2 separate regions of the Gossypium hirsutum genome follow, and region 1 is linked to region 2. Evidence: chromatin contacts called from public Hi-C data. All regions are on one chromosome and are shown on one strand. The core of a region is the stretch at or near the end of the contact, and the rest is flanking DNA. Distances in the headings are between cores, read along the strand shown.

Region 1 (4,084 bases), core at 729-3,228, 110 kb before region 2:
CATTTTTATATACTTAATTTTTTATTATACCATATTCCAATATAGAATAATTTTCATATTAAAATTATTATATTATTCAGCGAATCGTGGAAAATATTTTCAAGATACGACATCAATTTTAAAATTATATGTTCAAATAGTATAATTACATTGTTAAACTAATGGTTATTTATTAATAATTATTTTATATTTAATGTAAGTGAATTTTAAAAAATTAGTTACATAAAATGATTTGAACGAGAAGATGTGCTACAGACATGTTAATTTGTAATCTTTAATTTTAGGGTAAATTCTCTTGTTGATCACTCAATTTTTAGGGCACTTTCATTTTGGTCATTTAAAATGAAATCCTTGCAATTTGGTCACTCAACTTTTAGAGCATTTTCATTTTAGTCACCCAAACATTAAACCTCTAATGGTGGTTAATTGTAGACACCACATCATGTTTGCATTTTCATTTTGGTCACTCAACTTTTAAGTTGCTTTCAATTTGGTCACCCAATAAATATCTTTTTTAAATATTGATTTGGGTAAAAATATTAAGGATTAAAGTGAAAAACGGTAGAAACTAAAATAATATACAAAATTGATCAAATTGTCCCGGTTTATCTCATTGCTGAAAATTCCAAATTTTTGTTTTGAAACATAAATTTTTAAATATTAAGATTCAAAATTATAGTAACAAATCAATTTACATTATTAATAAATAAAGAATTTTCAACAAGTTATTTAATTTATTTTGATGTTTTAAAATTATTTTACAAAATTATCAATGAAAATTATTGTCTTTAATAGTTGTTTACGAAACCCAAATTTATTTTGACTATATAATCTTGAATTTTCTATGTTAAAATAGAAGTAAAGAAAAATTCTTACAATTAATTTAATTAATTAATTTTATCTACCATGCCAAACAATACTCATAATTTTTTCATCGCTTATTTACCCAAACAAAGAATAAAAAATTAATTTAATTAATTTGAAGGATATTTTTCTTTACTTTTAGGTTAACATGGAAGATTCCAAATTATACAATCAAAATAAATTTAATAGACAATTATTATATATGAGTTATTTGTTGATTTCGCTAATTTTAAAATTTAAAAAGAGATTAAATTAATTAATTATAATATTATAGTACAAATCAGTTGACATTATCAATGGATAAAATTGTTTCAATAGTTTATTCAATTTATTTTGATGTTTTGAAATTTAAATTTTCGATATTAAAAAAATAGAATTTTCGGTAATGGAATAAACAATTAAAAATTGACAAATTTTGTGTATTATTTTAGTTTCTACCTCTTTCACTTTAATCCTTGATTTTTTACCCCAATTAATATTTTCAAAAAATATTTCTTGACTGACCAAAATGAAAGTGTAAACATGATGTAGTGTGATAGTTAACAGTCATTAGAGATTTAATGTTTGGATAATTAAAATGAAAGTACCCTAAAAGTTGAGTGATCAAAGTGTAAGAATTTTATTTTAGGTGACCAAAATAAAAATATCCTAAAAATTGAGTGACCAATTAAATAATTTAGCCTTGTTTTTATAAAAATTCTTAACTTAATACATTGATGTGGTCTGCATTAAGATGCAGTTCCAACTTCATCCAACCCATTGGAAGCGTTCTACTTTTAAGCCGTATCCATATTTTAGCATAATTCATTCATAGATAGTAATTTTTGAATAATAAATATTTTTAAAACTTTTATTTTGGTTGGCTGGCCTGCTGCAACACAGGGAAAGCCGCCAAAAGGAATACAATTTAAAAAAACAAAGGCCAGCTGGAGAGAACTATAAACGACGATGCCTTTGATAGAGTTTGATTTGATACTCGCGTTGAAACCGTTATCTGTCATGCTCAAAACGACACCGTTTCGAGCTGGATTGGGTCCCACTTATTACATGCAAATCTTATCTCCAAAACCGCCCAATTCCATTTTAAATCCTGAATCAATATATTAAGTTTTCAAATCCAGATTCCCCAACAAAACCTACTTTTCTTGGCTCAAAAATTCAAAAATAAGTTTATCTTAATTAAATAAAATTAAGAAGAAAAAAAACAACAACAACCAATTCTATTCTCATTTTTAATTACCACTATACCCTCCTCAATCTTGCATTAAAAAAAAAAACACCTCTAAATCTTCAGGCCTTCAGCGTCACACCCGAAAGCGCAAAAAAAAAAAAAAAAAGAAAAGAGGAAAAACGTTCTCTCCCACGAAACCCACCATTACTGCAAATGGCGACGACGGCCCCCGACAACCTGAGCCGCGATCAGTACGTTTACTTAGCGAAGCTATCCGAGCAAGCTGAGCGCTATGAGGAGATGGTTCAGTTCATGCAAAAACTGGTCCTCGGCTCAACCCCAGCCGCTGAATTAACTGTCGAGGAAAGGAACCTTCTCTCCGTCGCCTACAAAAACGTCATCGGATCTCTACGTGCCGCGTGGAGAATCGTTTCTTCCATCGAGCAGAAAGAAGAAGGTCGAAAGAACGAGGAACATGTTGTGCTGGTTAAGGAGTACAAATCCAAGATTGAATCCGAATTGTCGGAAGTTTGCGCTAGTATCTTGACTTTATTGGAGTCGAATCTGATCCCCTCTGCTACTGCTAGTGAGTCCAAGGTTTTCTATTTGAAGATGAAAGGAGATTATCATCGCTATTTAGCGGAGTTTAAGGTTGGTGATGAGAGGAAAGCCGCTGCCGAAGATACTATGTTGTCTTACAAGGCTGCTCAGGTAACATTTTAACTCCAGCTCAAGCTTTGGCTGAATAGTTGAATTTTACAGTACAATTTTGGATGTTGACTTGGGGGAATATGACTTTACGGTTGGGGCTTCGATTTTGAAACCTCTTTCATATTTTCTTCTTCCAAAGTTGATTCTTTAGATTTTTGTGTTGAACTGAATGAAGGATATTGCACTGGCGGATCTAGCACCGACGCACCCGATCAGATTGGGGCTAGCACTGAATTTCTCGGTGTTCTACTATGAGATTCTCAATCAGTCAGACAAGGCATGTAGCATGGCTAAACAGGTGCGTTTTCCTCTGTTATTTTTGTTACCACATTATCATGTTTTATGCTATAAATCCACCATTTAGTTTAATCTGGAGCCTATTAGATTAAAGTATGAACCAGCATTAGTTAAATAATTTTTTGTTCAGATAATTGCGAAAAGATAGCTCCATTTGTATTTGTTTGATTCTCATCATTCTATTACTTTAAACTCACTTCTCATTTTGAAATTTGTGAACTTGGGAAGAAACTAGTGTTAAATCAGGGTGTTAGCTATAGTGAATAATGTTTTTTGATGCAGATCTGCTAAACCAAATCCTTATGAGCAATTAAGTCATATATATTTGGAGGGTGATATTCCATATCCGTGTCCTAGTAAGTCAGATACGGGTGTTTTAAGAAAAATGAAGAGTTGAACAACATAGTAAGATGGTAGGTCAGTGAACAAACTTGAAATACTTAAGAGTTGTAGTTAGGTAGGGAACAAATTAGTACAAGATTTACCAAATTTCAATAGATTTGTGTTGGTAGACGAAGAATTGTTTGTATTTCTTCTCGCTATTATCTTGCTTATGTTTATGGGGAGACTGGAGAGAATAAATGGAATGAGGCTAACCTCTGAAATCATTGGAAAATAACGTTCGTAATTTGTTTCAAAACATTCTTTGTGATATTCTTGGATGTCGGTGCATAGTTGCTTGTTATGGTAAGAATAAATCATAAATTAATTTCGGAAATTCATTAAATATGGCTTGTTTTTCTTTAAAAAAGGCATTTGAGGAAGCCATTGCTGAGCTTGACACACTGGGAGAAGAGTCATACAAGGATAGCACTCTCATTATGCAACTACTAAGGGATAATCTTACTCTCTGGACTTCGGATGTGCAGGTCATTGCCCTCCCTTCCTCTACCCTTCCCCTTCCCCTCTGAAGCAGGAGCTTGTTTTATCTATCATTTTTATTAATGCTGATTACATTATTATGTTATTTTTTTGTTGGTCCTTTTATTATAATTGGCCCAGATGATTAGTTCTTTTTAAGGTTTAAATCTAGGGCAAGGA
Region 2 (4,175 bases), core at 1,090-3,589:
CCCCTTCTTCACCTCATCCCAAACAATGGCTAAAGACTGCCATAAGTACGACCAATTGCTACGACGAATATCCCCCATATCAATCTGCGAATGTTATATTTATTCCTCAAAATTTAAACCCATAATGTTTTAGTATTGACAAATAGATTATATCCAATCTTCATAAGAAAAAGCTTTTTTTTATCTTGTAGTCGTCGGATCCTAAGTATCCCATTCACCATGGGCTTACAACAATCCTTCCAACTAACAAGTGATGGTTTCTTCCTTAAAGAAGAAGCCCCCATAAAAACCCGCGAGCCAGTTATTCAATTTCTTTGCATATCGAAATGGGAATTCTTGTCGTGGCTATAAAGTAGTTAGGTATCGTCAGCAAAACTTACTTCACCAGAGTAAGTCACACTGCCAAAGATAACTTTTGAACATCCCAACCATTAAGTCGGTTTCGAACTTTTTCTAGAATAAACTGGAAAGTGTTAACTTCAACTCTACTGTGGAAAAAAGGTACACCAAGATAACTCCCCAAATCTCTTACTCTAGTAAATTCGAGTTTGTCACAAAGGTTTGCAGTTTCCTACTCTGCCACATTTTTAGAGAAAAAAACCTGGGTTTTTTGTTGACTAACTCGATGACCGAAGAAATGACAGAAAGTGTCAAACATATTTGAGACAATTAGCTCCCTTCTCATCCTCTCTACAAAAATGTACTAAGTCGTCTGTGAAGAACAGATGGGACACTACTGGTCTTCTGCGAAAGAGCATTAACGGTTCCCAAAGCTTCTGTTCAATAGAAAAATCAATTAGATGACCTAAGCGTTCCATTCCTAGAACGAAAATGTATGAAGATAAGGGGTCTCCCTGTTGCACACCTCTGGTTGGTATAAACGTCTTGGAAAGAGAACCATTCTATAAAAGTTGCATAGATACCAAAGATACACAACGCATAATTGTATTCACAAGAGAATCCGGTAGCCCAACATCAGAAAGTGCGTCTTACAAAAAATCCCACTGAATCTGATCGTAAGCTTTTTCTAAATCAACTTTTATTTTCATCCAACCCTTTTTGCTCTTAGTGTTCTTCATTGTATCAAATGCCTCTTGAGCGATTATGATGTTGTCTGAGATACTCTGTGATGCTATGAAACTGGATTGGTTCTGTTTCACCAATACTTGCATCAACCGTTAAAGATGAATCGCAACTGTTTTGGTAATGATCTTGTACAAAACGGTGCATAAACTAATAGGTCGAAACTGATCAATGGTGTTTGCAACAATGCTCTTAGGAATTAGAACCAATAATGTTCTATTAATTTTTGGATCCAAATTCCCCCCATAAACACCTTATGAACCATCTTGTAGACACTTTTACCCACAATGTCCAAGTTTGCTTGATAAAATTTTGCATGAAAATCGTTGACTCCCGATGCTTTTAAAGGTGCCATGCTAAATAAGGCATGATGAACCTCCTCCATACTGATCTCAGCATTCAAAGAACCAATTAGATCATCCCCAAATTTCGAAAAAAGCCCCTTGGAAAGGAAATCCTTAATTGAATAGTTATCCACAATATAAAGATTAGAAAAATGTTCCATAGCATGTTGTTTTAAGAGATCATCATCATAACACCATTCAGACCCCTCAATCTTCAATGCTTCAATTTTGTTCTGCTTCTACCTTATTAAAGTACGACTATGAAGAAAAATTTGTATTTCAGTCACCATTAGCAAGCCACTCACACCTCGATTTCTGAAACCATAATAATTTTTCTTGGCTTAGTATGTTCTCAATTTCCATCCAAATATCTGCTTCCCTCAACTTGATGTGCATAAAATTACACTACTCCAATGCTCGTTGAACAGAGTCTAACTCCCTAATTGCTTTCTTTTTTTTTCGGTCAAAATTTTTTCTAAAAACAGTCTTGTTCCAGTCCTACACCAAAGCGTGAACTTTTCAAGATTCTCTACTATATCACCGTCGGCTTTCAAAGACTTTGCAACAACATCTCGAAACTCCGAATGTGCTAACCACCTAGCTAGGAACCAAAAACGTCTCTCCGCTTTTCTTCTCCTTACCAAATTAACCAACACCGGTAGTGGTCTATGATCAAATTTTAGTTTAGGCAAATGATGAATAGAGGTGTTTGGTGCAATCGTTTGCCATTGGTCATTACAAAGCGATTGATCTAACCTTTGAAAAAGATCTCCCCTATTCCAAGTGTACATAGAACCCTGAAAACCTAAATAAATCAATCCAAACTGAAACACGAAGGAATTAAAACGACTACATCCCGCTTTACAGGACTTAAACTCGTATCGTCTTTGCTCGTAACTCAAAATGGCATTGAAATCACCCACGATTAACCACGGATACTCAACATCCATAGCAATTGCTTCCAGATTCTCCCATAAAAGTTCCCCCCACTGTTTATTGTGAGGCATCAAATTGAAGGTAAGATATTGGTTAAATTTAAATGTAATGGTTGAACCACTCTCAAAGCTTTTTTTATAAATTTATTCATTTTTTGGTCCACACGCAAATCTATCAAAAGTTGATCTGACAATGACATGCACATTTCAAGACATGTTGAAACTAATACTGGACTCCTATCAACTTAAGCTTTAAGCCATCCCATTTAACCAATACATTTATTAGGAATGAGTTAATACGAAAATAGGACCCACTTCTTTTTTTTCTTTTTTGGTACATATAGGACCAAGTTTGTAAGTCCAAGAAAAGGGGGACTATAAACTAATAACTACTCGGGTCTCCTAGGATTCTTAAAGAAGGTTGAGGGCAGGTGGAGGAGATAAAAAGGGTAAAAGAAGGAAATTGTGGGGACTGACTGTATTTGCATAATTATTAGGGAGAGGAAAATTAACCTTTCACTGAAGGGCTTTGTCAAGAATTGCAATTGAACTGGAATAAGGTAAATTTATTTCTTGGTCAATCCAATCTAGTTCGACCTTAATTATTATTTATTAATTAAATTTTGTATATAATATTTTTATAAATATATAAATACTAATAAAGAATCATTGGTATTGTAAAAGGTAATGTATATATTAAAAAAAATAGTATAAATGAACACACATCTAGTATTAAACCATTCAACAAGCCGATACCTTACAGACATCAGTAAAACATATCCACCAACAACTGACGAGTTTAAGAAACAAAGGAATATCGGAATATAAATGCAAATGTAAAGCTAGACTATGCTATTTCAACTCTGACAAATCTGGCTCAATATATTAACATCATGAGCTCCGGGCTGGCTGCAATGGTCGTTGAAGATTTTTAACAGCACTGTCATAGTGTACAAAGCCCATGAACCAAAATTCATGGTTGTCAACTGATATTATCTGGATGTATTTCTCAGCTGGGTTTGCCTTGCTTGTTGATGGATTCACTGCCCTTAGTTGATGTAATGGAATAGCCACCTAAAATCACATTAATAACCATTACAAGTTTAATAAAGGATCAATAAAATTTGCCAACAGCTGAGTCACCTGTTGGTAAGATGCCAGTCTCATAGTTCTAGCGATCAGGGATCAAAATTTGACAAACAAGGACAAGCAGAGATGTATCTTTGACAAATCACATACACGTATATCCTGATAAACCAAACAAGAGGAGGACATTCAAATATTTCCATATTTTTGGATAATTCCTTGAAGAATCATGTCCGGTTATGTGTTGGATAAAGGTATCAAACAAGGGTACTGCTACAGAAAAAGGGTTTGAAGCAATTTAGGTAGAAACTCTATATCTGGATTTTGTCACTGAAGGATATTGGAAAGGGAGAAACAAAACACAAGTTACGGAATATCTAACATTCCTACTAAGATGGGGTACATAAACTACCTCAGAAAAATCACTTATTTTACAACTCATTTCAATAGCCTTATATATTCCGTTACCAACTTCTCCTTATTAATAAGTTTAAGCAAACACAGCTTTAACTACAAAAGCACTAACTAAAAAACTAGCACTACGGTAACCAAGCAGGAAAAAGAACAAATCAAAGATGATGAAGACCTTATGAAACAAGGGACTACAAAACTTTAGCAAATAACTCGAACAGGTCATAAGTCATAACTGCAGATGCTTTTTTAAAAGCAAAGCTTTAATCTAACAAAGCATCCGGGATGAGCAACTTTTAGTGGAACCACATAGATG

What was found. A called contact is a pair of places that touch in the nucleus more often than the background predicts.
Region 1: a Hi-C map of leaf shows a contact between it and region 2, with 2.2 times the contacts expected there. The contact joins the promoter of LOC107910246 here to the enhancer-like site in region 2. A contact is called at or near these places in 13 of 34 Hi-C or Micro-C datasets (anther, callus, hypocotyl and 3 more).

The regions. Positions count from the first base shown.
Region 1 is chrD02:15,034,895-15,038,978 of Gossypium_hirsutum_v2.1, reverse strand. LOC107910246 (14-3-3-like protein B) reads left to right here and starts at 1,978. Exons shown (of 4, transcript XM_016838035.2): 1 at 1,978-2,746; 2 at 2,922-3,044; 3 at 3,796-3,912. The coding sequence starts at 2,249.
Region 2 is chrD02:14,929,170-14,933,344 of Gossypium_hirsutum_v2.1, reverse strand. It overlaps LOC107910243 (GEM-like protein 1), which reads right to left. Exons shown (of 4, transcript XM_016838030.2): 4 at 3,074-3,436. The coding sequence ends at 3,254. Among protein-coding and RNA genes, the nearest start is that of LOC107910243, 3.7 kb to the right of the region's middle. Within about 2 kb of position 2,339, at least 3 of the 9 cell types and tissues checked have an H3K27ac peak or open chromatin away from gene starts, as enhancers often do.